Regions from separate parts of the Mus musculus genome. Here all the other regions are linked to region 4. The links are chromatin contacts, called in public Hi-C maps. All regions are on one chromosome and are shown on one strand. Each heading gives the region's core, a stretch centred on a gene start, on an enhancer-like site or on the middle of the called end of the contact. The rest is flanking DNA. Distances are from core to core; before and after follow the strand shown.

Region 1 (2,700 bases), core at 21-2,520, 600 kb before region 4:
GGAGAGAGCCCACCCGCAAGTGTGCGCTCGAAAAGTTTGTAAGAGTTTTTGCCAAGGCACCCGAGAGGTCCGGGAAGCCCAAAACTCTGGCTGGTGACCCAGCATGGAAAGATGTAAACAGAGAAGGGAAGTGTCAGGAAGGACGGGGAGACAAGCTACTTGCGGGCAGATCAAGCGAATATTGCCAGGATGATTAACTGCGGGTGGGGAACCTGCGGTGCGCAAAACAGATCGGAGACATCTTCTAGTTCCGTGGCTCAATCTCCTCCACCATTCCTGTGCGATGAAGTCTCACTAATAATTTCTCTCCATTCCACGTAGTCCTATAGTCTTCACTGTAAAAAGGAGCGCTCTCAACAATTTAAGGCTTATCCGCTTTCTTCCCCCCAGTTTCCTAATATCTATTCCCATTTCGTTTGCAGCCAAATAAATAGTGACCGTGGGGGATAAAAAAACGCATGGCCTTAGAAAACTAAATGCGCCGCGTTCCCCAAGTTGCTTATCTCCTCTGATCCTCTGATGAGACCCTTGGTACGGCAATTCCAAATATTGGTGCTCCCCAAGCTCAGTGGGGTTCGCTGCCAAAAAAAAAAAAAAGCCACACACATACAAACAAAAACAAAAATAAACAACTAGCAACCCGCATCAGAAACTCTCAATGGAAAAGCCTGAGCCCCAGGTGCCTCCAGCAGCTTCCCGCAGTTTGGCTGCCTGGAAGCCTGGAAAATGTGCGCCAGAGCCGGGCTGCGCCCAGCACTTTCCAAGTGAAACTTCAGTCCCAATGGTCTTTCCCACAGGTTCTAGGACACATGAGCCTGCCTGTCCCCAGCTTCTAAAAATCCTCCCCACGGGCTCATCAGGTCCTGGTAAGTGAACTGCTCTTCGGCGGCTGCTGGATTAAGAATGTGTGTCTGCTCCTTGAGGCAATGACTTTCTTCCAGCAAAGTGGCCTAGAAGCTGCCGGTAGCCCCCAGGCTGTGGCAGGAGAGCATCCGTCGCCTGCTCCTCGGAGAAGTTGAGTGAATTTCCGCATAGGGAGAAACGTTAAGGGTTGGAGTGTACCGTGGGGGGCGGGAGCATAGCAAGTTGCCCCCGGCTCTTTGTTTTTGAGAGTCCCCTCGCGCTCTGGTCTCAAGAATCTTCCACACTGCTTCATAGTGAATCATAGAGAATCGCGCCGAGATTCGGCTGCATGGGGCTGTCTTTAGCTTCTGCAGACCGAGGCCGAGGAGCTAGTGCAGTTCCCGGGCATCGCCAGACTCTGTTACTACTGCCGCTCGCCCTTCGGCTGAAGTCCCTTCTCTGAACACCCCCAGAACAGTTCCAGCTCTCCCCAAAACTGTGTAAGGAGAGGAGGATCAGATTTATAGACTGCAGTGTACCCCAACAGGTAGTTTCACCTGGCCTGGTTTAAATATTAAAGTCTGGGCCTTGCGTGGGCATCGCGAAACTGGCCCAAGACACAGACTTTTAGTCGGGGACGAAAACGGCGATGTGCGAGTTACTTAAGATAATCATGTTTTCTCTTCAGTCTTCAACTTATCCCCAAACATCGAAAGAGCTGATCCGTTAGGAACGAGGCTCAGCGAGCCTAAATAGCTGGCTTCCAGCTGCAAGCCCACAGGCAATTTGATTTACCTCCCACCCCCAGAGAGTTACTAAAGAACCCTACTCCCGCTTTAGAGAGATGGGTTCCTTTGGGAAGATCCTTCCTCAAAATGCCCTAGCCTTGGACAAGGAGGGTGAGCTGCGCTGGCTTGGAACAGAATTGCAGTCCCGGTTCTGTTGGTGCGCTGAACAGTGAGGGAGAGCGATGTGCCAGGGCGAGCATGGAACCCGCGAGCCTCGCGTGCACTGCGATTCATGACTCCTTATGGAAGCTCAGGGAGAAGTTGGTGGCCCGCTTGTACAATCTGGGGCCAGCATAGTCCTCTTCTCCAGGGAGTGCTAGCCGAAATTCTTCCCCTGGGGCCATTGATGCACGTGGTGCGCAATGACCCGACGCAAAGTCAGGAAACCGCTAGCAATGGCCCAAAGATTCCCGCGTGTGCCACCCTCGAAGGGTGGAGGAGACCGGGGACTGGGCCCCTCGGGAGGGACGATCTAAAACTGTCTTGGGAGACAGGCTTTCCCCTGCTCCTTCTCTGAGCCCTTGCTTAGTGGTACCTTTTGCCATCTCAGCCAGGAATCCTGGTCTTACCCTACCTCTCTCTTTAGGAACCAGTTCAGGCTCCCCACTGTCACCAGCCCCTACGTCAAGAGCTGTGGGCAGATGTGACCTTGGGCTCTTTGATTTTTAAGGGTATCAAGGTCTGGCCCTGTTTCCAGTGTTCCAAAAAATCTCTCTCTCCCTTCTTCCCAGCTTCACATCCTATCTAGAGACTGTGGCAAATTCAAAGCCTCTGTCACTGGACAAGCTATCTAAACTTGCAGTTTTCTGGTACCTTGACCCCTTAAAGTTGGCCTCAGCTAGCTCTGACAGGGAGAGTAAAGTAGCCACCCTTACCCCCTTCTCCTATTCTCCTCTCACCCACCAGCCACCTTCACCTTTCCCCAGTCCAAACCTTGCCGGCAGAAGAGCAGGAGTCTCTGAAAGGCACAGACTGGTTCTGGCTGTCTAGGAAGTTCTTTTCTTCGCTGGCCCCTCTGTGAGGCCCTTGCATTCTGCCCTCTCCACCCCCATCTCGCTTATAGCAGGGA
Region 2 (2,700 bases), core at 42-2,541, 680 kb before region 4:
TAAAACGTCATGTCCCTCATATTTGGTCTGCCTGTGTGGTCTATTAGAGGTTGTTCAAACAACATAATACAGCTACCTACATAACTGTAGTTGAGTGACTGATTAAAGATCCAGAGCTACACACACTTCATTACTACCAGCTGTAACCAAATGTTCTTTCTCTCTCGCTTTCTGCAGTACAACGGAGCAGAGCTAGCCCATTGGGTCCCATGGTCAACGTGTCTTATTGAAGAGACTTTATAGTCATAGACAATTTTTGTTTCTTTTTCAGTCAGTTTTCAGAAACAAAAATCTACATTTACTTTTCTAACCAAGTCACACATTGAACAACCCCAAGTAAACTATATATATATATATATATATATATATATATATATTCTTGTTTTACAATCATTCTCCAGTTATGAAGACTATATTTTAAACTTATTTTTCCACGATTAAAGCTCACCAATTCATAGGAAATGATTTGCTAAAACAGGATCTGACAAGCTAGAGCTCACTTTTAAGAAGCAGTGCTGAGGCAAAAAGCTTGTTGCACAGGTGCCCTGAGGATGCCCTGAGGCCCGGTGCTGAGCTGCAGCAAGAGAGGCAGTTGGCTTTGCAAAGAGCTAGCAAATACCCAACTGTTGGGCTTCAGTCTCAAGGATAAGGGCAGGGAGACATAAAGCGTGGGCCATTTCTCCCTTAGCACCTCAGCCACAAGAACCACAGTCTAAAAAATCCTAACAGAACCCCTACCCTACCTCTGCTAACTGGTACTGGTAACTCAGTGGCTGACAGTCAGTGGGAGACTTGGGCAGGTTGGTCTTCAGGAAGGGAAATTCTAACAAAAGCAGACTCTGAAAGAAACTGTAAAGAGACCTGGGGTTAGCCCCACCTCTGTCACTTCCACGGCTTGGCTTCCAGCGTGACCTCTTTCTGGTTTTGCTCATCAGCAAACTGGGGACAGTTTTAGAGTTAGACATGGTGCTGTGTAGTTGGCAAGGGTGTTCTCTCTTGCCTTCCTCCCCCTCCCAGGGAACTCTTTGTTCTGTGTGGTTTGTGTCGACTTCCCAGACCTCAAAAGCTGACAACCCCTCAACAAAAGGCCTACCCTGGACTCGGCCACTTTGATTGGCGGCAGTTCTACGACACTCTTGTCTCTGTCATTTAACTGCATGACAAGAGCGGTTTTTTTGTTTGTCTGTTTGTTTGTTTTGTTTTTTTCCCCAAATTCTGAGAACACTAGCTGGCCTGGGAGGCCCCTTTCTTATTAACCAAAATAAAAACAAATTGCCACTAGATGGCACTGCTTGTTGTTGGTCAGAGACAAGGAACTCCTTTCTGTTCTGGGCAGGGAGGGGCCAATTTCACACATTACATCAAGATCTGAGAATCAAACAGACCCCACCTAGGAGCTGGGGAAATTACCTCCACAGGTTGTCTTTATCCAGAGGTGATTTTAAAGGAATATATTGTGTTTGGATGTCAATGTTCAAAGGCTCCAAGGCAGAAAATTCCATTTCAAAAGAAAGTGTGATTAATGAAGCCACATAAATCCTGCCGAGCCGGAGCCATGGCAGGGATCACACCACACAAATCAGACAGCTGGGAGCCTCTCTCACTTTCTCCTGTTCCCATTTCTACGTCGTCACTGCATCCCTTGCTTCCTCTTTTCTTCTTTGTCATTTTGTGAACACACGGATCACCAAATCCAAAACAGGAGGGATTTTGACCGGAACTCATGGCTGCAGCTGCCTTCAAGCTGGGGCCTGGTCATTTGTGCTTTCTGCTTTTCCCAAGAATTCCAAAGGCCGACAGAGGCAGTAACAACCACAGCCTCACTAACTGCCTGCCAAACCTGAGGCAAGTCTGGATCTTTACATAGCCCACTCTTACACAGAGACAAGACTGAACTGAAGGATACTGTAGCTCTATACTAGAAGGGTTTTAGATGAGGTCTTGGGGTATTTTAGTGTACCTCACTAGGAACTTTACCCCCAAATTTCCTTGAGACAATGATGTTTCTGCCTCTTCAGAATCCTGTGCTTTTATAGCTGCTACCTGTGGCCCATGCTCTCTCAGATTTTTCCATCCAGGTACACAGCCTTCTCTCTCTCTCTCTCTCTCTCTCTCTCTCTCTCTCTCACACACACACACACACACACACACACACACACATAGTTCACACATTTCTGCCTTACTTGCTGTACTTAGAGTCCCCTCAGTGCACTAGAGTCATAGTCTCCTCTAGTCTTTGGCATCTGCTTCCAAGAATGAATCCAGTTCCCAGAGTGACCGTGACAGAAGGTTACCATGCTATCTAGAGTAAGGGCCATGGTCAGTCTAGTTGTCAAACATTCGAGCCCTAGGGCAGATGCTCTATTTAAACAACAAGTTACTTGATGGGTGCCCATCATAGACAAATACCTTGGTCTCGTCTCACCTCTCTTTGTCTACATACATGATATGACTGGCAAATATACCCTACGGAAGGGATGTGTAGACAACCTGAGCAAGTAAAGCAACCGTACAGAGGGCAGAGTGAATGCAAACACTCACTATGCTCACTACGATCCTCGGTACTACAACTTGGTTTTTAAGTTTTTAAATTCTTGTGTGTGTCACTGGTGTGTCTGCCTGGGTACTTGCACCGTGGTGTGGCTATGGAAGTCAGAGCACTTTGTGGAGTCAGTCCTCTCTTTCCACCTTTATGTGGGT
Region 3 (2,700 bases), core at 38-2,537, 650 kb before region 4:
GCAGTACCAGTCAGCTCATAGATGGAGGGGAAGAGATTATACGCTGGCTGCTGAGAGGTTTCCAAGGCTTAAACTTGGAAGTAGAATATGTTCCTTTGACCTATGACCTACTAAATAGCTTTCAGTAGAAGACAGAAGAATCAGTGTCCAAGAATAAAAGTATAGCTGGGTCCAAGAGGAAAAGAAAAATGATTGAGAAATGTTGAGTCTCATTTCTTAAATTTTCTGAATCTTCATCGTTGATAAAATACATTCTAAATTTTCCTGTGATAATTACAAATGGTTTTTATCTAAAGGGATTCATGATCTTGGTCCATCTATTTACAATGTTCGTCCTTAGGTGTTCCTTTTCTCTTAGGCTCACAGGCTGGAATAAGCCTCATGGAAACCTGTGGTTATCTCATTGCTTGGTAGAAATTTCCTTCTGAGACTGAATAGTGACATCTATTTGACAGAGAGATTTGCCTTTGTAATAAGACACTTTAGGTGACACTGAAATTACATGACAGTTTTAAAAGACAGCCAGCTATTACAAGGCAAAATGTTGAATCCTTTCCTCTCTGGAGGACAGGTCCTTTTATTGGTTTCATACTAATAAGAAAAAGTGTGATATGCAGAAAGCTGCCTACAATTTTGTTCTTATGTAGATGAGGTTAAAGAGTATGTGTCCAAGGCAATCTTTAGAAGGAGGGTGGGATGGGAAAGGGGAGGAGAGGGAAGAGAAGAGGGCAGAGCTATGGAGGAGGAAAAGAGGGAGGAGGAAGGGGAGAGAGAAGGGGATTTCTCTTTCTGGTCCAACTTAGATTTAGGTTAATTCTTTGAATTCTAAATGAGCCTACAATTTACAAAGTAGGGATGTTAGGCCTTCTCTCTCTCTCTCTCTCTCTCTCTCTCTCTCTCTCTCTCACACACACACACACACACACACACACACACACACAGTGCCCTACATCTTCCATCACTGGGAGCACTGCCACCTGGCAGGGGTAACGTTCACTGCCTGAAGAGGCTGGCTGGAAACCATCGCCTAGTTCTTAAAGAAACAAGGCTGTATTTTTAACAGAGCTTATCTCCCCTGCCCGAGAAGAGGGGCACCCTGTCTGCATTATATCATGGCCACAGATGCTGGGATCCCCAGAATGTACATCTGGGTGATTCCACACCTCCATTAAAAAGAGGACCTCAGACACGTGTATAAGAAAAAGACAAAGGGAATAATTCTGCTCAATGTAGAAATGGTCAGTCGATATACACCTCCTAAACAGTGCTAAGTAAGACAGAAGCTGTTACTTACAATGCTCCTGTCCAGACTGGGCTCCAGAGTCTTTCTGGCCTTAGCAATGTCTTTTGTTTAGGCACTGAAAAACTGTAAGTTGATAACCTTTTCTTATGGATGACATAAAGAATAACACAAAATGGAAGGGGAAAAGGAAGGGAAAAATAAAGGAAGGAAGGAAGGAAGGAAGGAAGGAAGGAAGGAAGGAAGGAAGGGATTTTCTAGCACGTTTTTGGCATCTAATGTTTTGTTCCAAGACTAATGTGCCATGCCATCTGCCAAGTTACCATGTCTTTATTAGGTTGCTATGGTATGTAAAGAGAAAAATGCTTTGTAAAGGGTCCGAGTGGTGTTTTTTTAGTTCCCTCTTCAACTTAATAAGCTTTTTTTTAAAAGGTGATAAAATTTTGTTAAAAATATTGCAACAATGCTACCCACTAATATTAGCACTGTATTTTACTTTATGGTTTTAATTTTTTTGGACCTAAAAATAATTCTGAGGTTTAGAATATTTTAGATTTGTAAGCTAGCAAATTAAAAAAAAACCCTCTATTATATCCTCAGAACTAGAGGGGGAGAAAGGGGCCCTTCTCACTCTCTTTGGATTGTGCGTGAACTGGGAATTCAGGACAGGAGCTCGGTGAAGGGAGATGTGGCACTTGTGAGCTTTTTTGACAGAAACTAATGATTGTCTCCTTGTGGTTTACTCATCTGACTATTTGACCTCTGCCTCTCTAACTGGGGCCTGAGGTAGCAAGTGGATCCAGCTTCATCCTGGTTGTAAATGTCCTTAAGGAGAGGGTATGTATGGTTTTATGCTTCTCTTCCTCTGCCTCTAAGCTTTCAAGTTTTATTTCTTCTCTGTATCTTACAAATGAAAATTTAAGGCTATGTCCAATGGCACATGCATATGTACATACACATACTTGAGAGAAACAGCAATGATCTGCAGTGTGTGTGTGTGTGTGTGTGTGTGTGTGTGTGTGTGAGAGAGAGAGAGAGAGAGAGAGAGAGAGACCTTCTATGTGAGAAGCCAAAGCCATCAACTGTCATCTCTGTTATTCACTGTCATACTTGCTTGATATAGGGTCTTTCATTGAACCTGGAACTAGGCTGGTAGACAGTAAGTACCAATGAGCCTTCCTTCTCTGCCCCTGACCGCACTGGGTTCCAGGTGCAGACAGCCACACCTGTCTTTGTATGTAGGGACTAGTGTCTGAGCCCCAGGCTGCCATGCCTGTGCAGCTGCAGCCACTGTCCTTGCTCACTGAGCCATCCCGCCAGCCTCAATAGACAGTTTTGACAGCACTTTGGAATTCATTGTAGCCAGAGGGTGGGAGAAAAGTTCTCTGGTCCACCTGTTCACTCTTATCAATGGGTAAAGACTACGAAAGATTTTTCTGGAAAAGAATTTCTATGATCCA
Region 4 (2,700 bases), core at 33-2,532:
ATGGCATTCAGTAATTTTCATACAAGTACATGTAGTTCACTTTGAGCACATTCCCCAAGCTCCGTGCCTTTCTGTCTCACTCTGGTGTTTAGTTGCCAAGGTCGAAACACAATAGCTACCTATGACAGTTCTCTTTGCTCCAGATGCTGCCTCATAGGTTTTCCTGTGGTCCTCCACATAGCTTGTCCAGAGGCCCCACACTCCCATAAGAAATGCCTTGTTAGGGAGAAATCAAATGGTCTCAACTTCCTTCCCTCAGTGTCCTTACAGGAAATATTCTTGCAGCCCTCATCTGGGCATCGCTAGGTTGGCTGATGGCTCCCATGAGCAAGAAGTCTTTCCTGTTTCTCTTGCTAGACAACCATGGATGGCTCATTTCTGCCTTTGAATTTTCCAAATGGTTATGGATTGCTGGAAAACTCTTACACATTCTTTTGAGGCCTAAGGTTTCAGGAAAATGGTCATCCCTTGCATAGAGCGAGGTTGTATCTCTCTCTATCTCCTCCGAGAAGGAGTGAGTTGGTGCAAACACAAGAGACCACTTCCAAACAAGGTTTCTGGGGGAAAATTCTCACCTTTCTGTTCCTTGCACATGAGCCAGCAACTCAGGACTCCTCCAGTGTGCTTCTTTCTAATTCTTAATTTAATGGACTATCTTACTTCTTTTTAACTATTTTCCATTTAAAATTAGCATATATTACATATGTGGTTTAAAAAAATGTAAAATTCTGTTGGTTTTTAAATGTCTTCTTTAAATCTTTTTTGTTGTTCTTAGTATTCCTGTCTATAAAATGGGCAAGAGCACATAACATGTTTCCTCACCACAGGACAGCTGTTGGTGTGTTTGGTTGAAAATGCAAGGCCCATTATAAAAGAAATACTCAGAAACATGAGCTCCTTCACTTCCTTCATGTTTTATAGCACTCTTTTTTTTTTCCTGGTGGATATAAAGAGCAGCATCAACTGAGATTAAATTCCTCCAACTTAATTCTTGCTTCCAACTCTAGCTAATTACTTGAACAGCACTAGCAAAGAAAAGCTGACACAAGAAACTGGACAAGGTCTGTGTCTCCAGTGCTCTGAGGAGAGAGCAATAAGTAAGGTGTTCTGCACAGCTCAATAATTTGCACCACAGGAAAGCCGTACTTCCAAGGGCAGGCAATATGTCTGCAGCATCCTCCTGGAGGAAGAAGGGCCAGGAGCTCATCTTTATGGCTTGAGGCTTGAAAGCTGCTTAACTGGGCGGAACGCCACCTCCTTGCCATCAAAGCTGTCCACCTGGCAGTGAATCTCAATGAGACAGCTGACTGGCTCAGCGTACAAGTTGCCTTGCCAAGGGGATGAGAACGTAACCAGAAGGTCTTTCAGGAAATCTGTTTAGGATGTGGGGGATGAAGAGGAAGAGAAGGATCAATCCTTCCCTTGTGTGAGGTGAAGGAGAAGGAGTCCTGCCTGCCTGCTCTTTGCTACACAAACCAGTTGGAGCTTTGCAGAGCCCTTTGCTCACTCAGTCCTAAATTCTGGTTGGCTCTTATTTTAGAGTCCAGCAGTAGTGTCAAGCAGTAAGTGCCATTCCTTTGAAAATACAATATGGATGCTGGCTCAATTCAAAGAATGAAGGTAAGAAGGGACTTGAAAATCATTCTCATTAGGCTGGTTGTCATGCTGAATACAAGAATTCCCAGCACTCTGGAGAATGAATTAAAAGGATCGTGACTTCTCATACATCAAGGAATACATAGCAAGTACCTGTCTTAAAAATACAAAACAAGTAAATGAACAGAAAACTATATTTGTGAGACAATTACAAATACAAACAAGAATCTTATAGTAAAGACACAAAGCTATTATTGTTAGACTGCTAGCTTACAAAAAATTGAAGTTAGAAAATATAGTGAATTGTTTCTCTTCTCCAAATGTTTAGAATTATTAACCAAATCATTAAGAAAACTTCTAATTTTACAATACTTGCTATATGCCAGTTACCAGATTCACCACTTCATGCAAATGCTTGCTTTTACCCACTGGCCTTGAGAATTTACAGGTAGGTATTCTCCATCTCTAGTCAAAACAAAACAAAACCAGGCAACTTTTATAAGCTGCCCCTAAACATACAGTTATCGAGAAACCCAAGATACGACCCCTCTTTTCTCCTACCCCAGAATTTTATCTCTTAGTCTGCAAACATTTGTGATCAAAGCTCTTTATAACATATTGAACATTGGGGCTGAAGAAAGAGTACTGAGAATACACACTAAGGAGAATACACACACTCTGTGTCTGTACCCTGAATTCTGGTGCTAGAAGCGGCAAAGATGACAAAGAATAAAATCTGAGCATAATCTTCAAAAATTCAATAGCTATAAGTTATGACAAAACAGTGCTTCCTTTTGGTATAGCAATGGTGGAAAATACTCATTTTATTCAAACAATATATATTATATATGTTATATATAGCATAAATGTATATAATTTACCCCCCCCCCCATTAGTTTGAAATTGAAGGAATGAAATTCAGAAACAATGTTAAAACAAAAGGAAAGAGTACGAAACTTGTGGGTTGAATCTCTAAAGGCAAGAGGTACTCAATCTAAGTCATTCAGAAACGCTATTTTCAGATAGCTTGATATATCAGAGGGTGGGTGAAGATAAAGTCCTAGGCTATTTCAGAAGATGCTCATGTAGGTTATCATGTGACAA

Evidence for each region. Hi-C and Micro-C count contacts between places; a contact is called where the count stands out from the background.
Region 1: a Hi-C map of cerebellar granule neurons shows a contact between it and region 4, with 5 times the contacts expected there. The contact joins two enhancer-like sites. A contact is called at or near these places in 8 of 484 Hi-C or Micro-C datasets (the CH12 cell line, cerebellar granule neurons, cerebellum and 5 more) and 2 of 115 datasets of contacts at active chromatin or transcription factors (embryonic basal ganglia and embryonic forebrain).
Region 2: a contact with region 4 is called in a Hi-C map of cerebellum, with 2.6 times the contacts expected there. The contact joins two enhancer-like sites. A contact is called at or near these places in 4 of 484 Hi-C or Micro-C datasets (cerebellar granule neurons, cerebellum and embryonic stem cells) and 1 of 115 datasets of contacts at active chromatin or transcription factors (fibro-adipogenic progenitors).
Region 3: a Hi-C map of cerebellum shows a contact between it and region 4, with 3 times the contacts expected there. The contact joins two enhancer-like sites. A contact is called at or near these places in 2 of 484 Hi-C or Micro-C datasets (both in cerebellum), 2 of 115 datasets of contacts at active chromatin or transcription factors (fibro-adipogenic progenitors and pancreatic cancer cells) and 1 of 9 other capture datasets (embryonic stem cells).

Annotation. Positions count from the first base shown.
Region 1 is chr4:82,535,966-82,538,665 of GRCm38.p6, reverse strand. The region is part of intron 1 of Gm11266 (predicted gene 11266); the gene reads right to left. Among named protein-coding and RNA genes, the nearest start is that of Gm11266, 29 kb to the right of the region's middle. Within about 2 kb of position 1,270, at least 60 of the 459 cell types and tissues checked have an H3K27ac peak or open chromatin away from gene starts, as enhancers often do. A contact at or near this core is called in cerebellar granule neurons and cerebellum, where this site is marked.
Region 2 is chr4:82,612,957-82,615,656 of GRCm38.p6, reverse strand. No RefSeq gene overlaps it. Among named protein-coding and RNA genes, the nearest start is that of n-THgtg10, 5.4 kb to the left of the region's middle. Within about 2 kb of position 1,291, at least 47 of the 459 cell types and tissues checked have an H3K27ac peak or open chromatin away from gene starts, as enhancers often do. A contact at or near this core is called in cerebellum, where this site is marked.
Region 3 is chr4:82,591,133-82,593,832 of GRCm38.p6, reverse strand. No RefSeq gene overlaps it. Among named protein-coding and RNA genes, the nearest start is that of Gm11267, 4.2 kb to the right of the region's middle. Within about 2 kb of position 1,287, at least 16 of the 459 cell types and tissues checked have an H3K27ac peak or open chromatin away from gene starts, as enhancers often do. A contact at or near this core is called in cerebellum, where this site is marked.
Region 4 is chr4:81,936,138-81,938,837 of GRCm38.p6, reverse strand. It overlaps Gm46886 (a long non-coding RNA gene), which reads right to left. Exons shown (of 2, transcript XR_001784536.1): 2 at 2,690-2,700. Among named protein-coding and RNA genes, the nearest start is that of Gm46886, 3.3 kb to the right of the region's middle. Within about 2 kb of position 1,282, at least 9 of the 459 cell types and tissues checked have an H3K27ac peak or open chromatin away from gene starts, as enhancers often do. A contact at or near this core is called in cerebellar granule neurons and cerebellum, where this site is marked.